2 separate regions of the Zea mays genome follow, and region 2 is linked to region 1. A link is a contact called in public Hi-C data. All regions are on one chromosome and are shown on one strand. The core of a region is the stretch at or near the end of the contact, and the rest is flanking DNA. Distances in the headings are between cores, read along the strand shown.

What was found. Hi-C and Micro-C count contacts between places; a contact is called where the count stands out from the background.
Region 2: a contact with region 1 is called in a Hi-C map of leaf, with 2.6 times the contacts expected there. The contact joins the promoter of LOC100276211 here to the promoter of LOC100216639 in region 1. A contact is called at or near these places in 9 of 25 Hi-C or Micro-C datasets (bundle sheath, ear, endosperm and 3 more).

The regions. Positions count from the first base shown.
Region 1 is chr7:138,531,673-138,534,246 of Zm-B73-REFERENCE-NAM-5.0, reverse strand. It overlaps LOC100216639 (EIL transcription factor), which reads left to right and starts at 1,281. Exons shown (of 3, transcript NM_001359473.1): 1 at 1,281-1,436; 2 at 1,759-2,574. The coding sequence starts at 1,889.
Region 2 is chr7:138,738,262-138,740,835 of Zm-B73-REFERENCE-NAM-5.0, reverse strand. LOC100276211 reads right to left here and starts at 1,278. Exons shown (of 9, transcript NM_001150053.1): 1 at 1,146-1,278; 2 at 857-969. The coding sequence starts at 893.

The sequences.
Region 1 (2,574 bases), core at 32-2,531:
AGCGAGCCGATAAGCACGTTTTAGTAAAAAAACGGGCTTAACAGGCTTAGAGGTAAACGGACCGTGACAGGTTAGCCCACCGTGCCTAGTTTCTTGTCCGAGCCTGGCCCGTTTATTCGTGCTGAGCCGACTCGGACCCGCATAGAACCGGACTCGGACCAAGCCCAAACAGCAGACTTCATACCAGGCTCGTGGACCTCGTGTTTATTGGCCATCTATACATCTGAACCCCTTTGTCCGCCCCTTACCTGGACCGATTCGGCCTCGTCTTCATCGACCGCCTCAACGGCCTCAAGCGCTACCGCAAGAGAGAGGAGAGACACTAGAACTAGACTGAGAGCGGCATGAGCACCGTACCGCACCGTACCGTCTCCGGCTTTGATTATTACGTGCTGCGTGCGCCGCTGCTATGCCATTGTCGCGGCCCGGATGGACGGGACTTGCATAGTGATTTGCTATGTTACGCCTTTGCCGGGAATATATCTTATTTTCATATACAGTGGTTCTGCGGTCTGCTGCCATTCTTCTGTTGCATGAGGATCGAAGGGATTAAATCTATTTTGTTAATAGAATCAACAAATAAAATGAAGTAGATCAACCCTGAATTTGGGGTTCGATGTGCCCTCCCAGCGGGGGCGGAGGGTGTTGAAGCAACGACCGCCTTCGTTCACCTCCCACCACTGCGCAGCGCCAGGAACCGCGACGCCGTCCGGTCTCCACCCACGACAGGCCGGCTGTGCACGATCACATACACACCCAACGTGCACTCAGCCTGCTGCGTCGTCAGCTCTCGATCCCTGCTACTGTGCCGTTATTATCTCAGGCGATACAATTCACAGTTGTTGGCTTGGCTGGCTCCAATTCTCCTCTTCTTCAAGTAAGAAGCCAGTGGCCTGTTGAGCAGTGGGACGCACGGGCGTAGCCATAGACTCGCTGTAGGTGCGGCGGGCAGAAACTGAAAAAGCTCGGCGCACTTTGGGAATTGGGATCGGCATCGCATCATCGCTGACCGGTGAACCGGATCCTCCTGCGCGGAGGGTGCACCTGCTGTGGCCCCTGCCGACGTGCGGGCTGCGGAGAGAATAAATAGGCGCTCTCCTGTACATGTCCGGTCTTCCGGACAACAGCCCAACACACTACACATTCGACACATATGGTCCAACACGACCGAACGGAGCAGAGGATCCACCGAAACACCAAACGGAGGCCTCGTGTCTGCTTTCGCCCATCCCTGCTCTTGCCCCGTTTCTCCCTTCCATCGTGCTTCCTCCTCTCTCTCTCTCTTTTTCGCTCCCGATTTCCAAATCTCAAATAATAAATAACCAGAAGGGAAGCGAATCTTCTCCATCAACCCAGCAAATCGCTCGTTCGAGCGTCCCACTCGACGAGAAATTCTCACCCATCACCTCCGCGTCGCTCCCCCCGTTCGCCGCCAGGTACGAACGCACTGCCACCCCCTCTGGCCGTCGGTTGCTGCTCTGATTAGGGTTCTTACTCCGTGCGGTCGCGGATTAACGGGGATAGGGGGATGGATTTTTAAGCTCGATCGTCCCTCTCGCTGCCGTCTGCTGTTGTCTTATACGGATTATAGTTTTGGCGCCTCAATCGCGAGGGTAGGGTCAACGCGGGAGGTACGGATTCCTGTATGGGTACGTACATATAATTAGCAAATGAGTAGCGGGGAATTGCGTGTTTTGACATTTTCGTCGGTTGCGCACTGACTATGCATTTTTTTTTGGGTGTTGATTGATACTGTAGGGGCCCAATTTCGTGTGGACAGGCACAGGCTGCTGTGATCCTTTGGTGGATGGGGGCAGCGCAGCTAGCCACCGGAGGTTGCCTAGTTTGAAATTTAACCGCGTTACCGAAGTGGTACTCCGTAGTTCTTATGGATCAACTTGCCCTGCTTGCGACGGAGCTGGGTGACTCGTCAGACTTTGAGGTGGAGGGCATCCAGAACCTCACTGAGAACGATGTCAGTGACGAGGAGATTGAGCCCGAGGACCTGGCGCGGCGAATGTGGAAGGACAGAGTCAGGCTGAGGAGGATCAAGGAGCGGCAGCACAAGCTTGCCCTGCAGCAGGCAGAGCTGCAGAAGTTGAGGCCCAAGCCCATATCCGACCAGGCCATGCGCAAGAAGATGTCAAGGGCACACGACGGGATCCTCAAGTATATGCTCAAGCTCATGCAGGTGTGCAATGCACGCGGGTTCGTTTATGGGATCATCCCGGACAAGGGGAAGCCTGTCAGTGGCGCTTCCGATAATATCAGAGCTTGGTGGAAGGAGAAGGTGAAGTTTGATAAGAACGGGCCTGCGGCGATTGAGAAATACGAGTCTGACAACTTAGTATCCGCTACTGCCCAGAGTGGTGGAACTAAGAGCCAGCACAGCTTGATGGATCTCCAAGATGCCACTCTTGGTTCACTGCTTTCCTCATTGATGCAGCATTGTGATCCACCGCAGCGCAAGTACCCATTGGAGAAGGGTGCTTCACCCCCGTGGTGGCCTTCAGGGAAGGAGGAATGGTGGACCGCCCTGGGTCTTCCAAGCGGCCAAGTTCCTCCTTACAAGAA
Region 2 (2,574 bases), core at 29-2,528, 210 kb before region 1:
AGAGGAGCGAGCCGAAGAACATGTTATAAGTTGTAGAGTAGAAACATAGACTAGTGATATAAAAGATGATAAGATCAATTTCCACTCCTCATCCTATGAATTTAAGATAGGCTTATATCTAAACTTTGGAAAGTGGTGGAATGATAAATTCCAAACCAAATAACCTACTCTATTAAGTAGATTCCAATTCCTTCAAAATGAAAGGATCCAAACGGACCCTAAGTGTAAACTGTAAAGTAGAAAATCTTTCCTGACACGTAACTCATCAAGTAAAACTACTACAGCACTGGTATAGAGATTTCCATAGCCAATACTCCGTATTACATCTCTGAAATCTGAAATACCTATAAACAAGCCCCTGAATTATATTTAATACAAGCTGCATTTTTTTTAAAGAATGTTTTTTGTAATTTCTTTTAGGTGTCAAAATAAAGAAACCCCATCCTAGAGCTTCCGTGTGGTAAGGAAAAAATGGTTATTTATTCCTTAGCAAAAAAAATGGAGACATATAATGCTTACTCTCAAACTTTGAGTATACAGTTGTAATATTATTTGTTTCCATCATCTTGCGATCAGGACCCTTATATCTAATATCTAATGACCCAGGACTTAATCCTGGGCGTCAGGAGTAAAAATCCAAAGTTTTGGGGAAAGAAAGTTTCAACAATTTATTCATTGGGCTATCTGTATAACACCGCAATTTAAATCTTCTGCTGCACATTTACATTGCTTAGTAGCAACATCAATCTCAAGATCATACAGTGAGGATGAAACACAAATTGACCCAATAGAACGGGGATCCCTAACCAAGAAAAAAAACATCAGGATTAAAACTGGTCAATTCGGGCAAACTTACCGCTGCTATCGTAGAGGTTGTATCCCACCGCCTTCATAACCCCGCCGGAAACAACGAGAGAGACGAACCGCCGAAACCCGCAGCACTTCCTCCGGATCCAGGCACCGGCGCGTCTGAGCTCGATTAAAGGACATGGGTATACATATGTACAACCAATATGTTTTGCGGCAAAAATCGTAGTTAGTAACTTGTAGTTAGATCAGGTCCGGATACAAATAGCCAAATAGCTTAAATTAGGGTTCTGTCACTCGGTCTCGCACAGCAGGAGGGAAAGATAAGGCGCGCATACCTGGTGGGTGCTCTTCGCCGGTGAAGGGACCGACCAAGACCCGGGAACCTGGCGTAGCTTAGGGCGACGGCGCCTGGCCTGCGTAGGCGGTCGCCCAGCGCCACGAGAGGGAGAAAGAGCACGGGGGACGAACGGGAGAAGTAAAGGAAGGAGGATGTGTTTTATTTCGTAGCCGCTGGATTAGGCGTAAGGCGCGTCGGCCGTCGGGACTCGGGAACCCGTTTTCTTTCACGAAAAAAAATGCCTCAGCTTATGGGGGAAAATGTTTCATGCTAATTTGGAAATCCTATTTTCTAAAAGATTTTCATATTTTCAAAGAAAATTAGTTTATTTTTCTTTAAAAAAACAGAAATCACTTGAGAAAATAAAGTTACAAACAACCCTATTTTTAAATGCAATTTTACTTTTCTAAGTGAAATTAGTTTATTTTTCCTTTGAAAATGATAATCCTTTGAAAAATGATGTTGCCAAACTAGCCCTTAGGCTTAGCTTTTACACAGAAGAATTTTTTACTTCTATATATAGAAATCACTCATTCCTAATTAAAAAATAATCCCAGTTTAAATGAAAATACTCTAGTTCACAAAAATTATATAGGTTGAATTAAAGTCCTTCTACCTTAGGGACAAATCTTATTTCAGTAGAAAGATGTTCCATTGGAACCACTAACTTACCAAAATATTTTACTTTATAGATTATTGACTTGTATAGTGAAAAAGATAATTAAAATTTAAATAGAAGTGCTTTGCAACACGCAAAGGCAAGCATAAAATAAAATATAAAAATAATGAAAAGGATATTTTAGCCTCATATTACTACTATATAGAGCGCGACGCAAACGTGCGACAGCGTTCGTCTACATCGGCGAAAAAATTTGCACTGTCCGATCGCTGTTCAGCGGCTACGTCTCTTCGTGTGTGCGTAGGCTCCTGTCCAACCTCTCTTTTACTGGAAGCTTCACGCTACGTGATAAAAAAAAGAAGAGAGATCGAGAAGGGGAGCGTCGGCATTGTTCTCTCCGCCGCCACTGCTCCCCACAATGCCGCTGCTGTAGCTTCATGACGGCGCCCCTGCACCAAGCCTCGCTCGTGCCAAAGCGAAGCCATCGGCTCCACCGCTCCTCCAGCCACGAACGTCGTCGGTTGTCCAACCCTCCCCTTCACCACCGCTTGCCACGATGTCGCTGCTCCAGCCTTGCAACAGCGCCCCCTTCCATTGTCCCCCCGCCCGCGGCCCCGCTGCTGCTCCAACTCTACAGCCCCTGTCCGACATGACCAACGCCTCGCAGGCGGAGGCGACATCCGACCCTATGAACATAGGCGTTGGGGCTTCACACTAAGCTTCACCAGAGCGTAAAACTCCCTCGTCGGTCCAGGGGAGGGACTCTAGCAAACGACGGACCTGCCGATGGTCAGCCGAATCGCTGGAT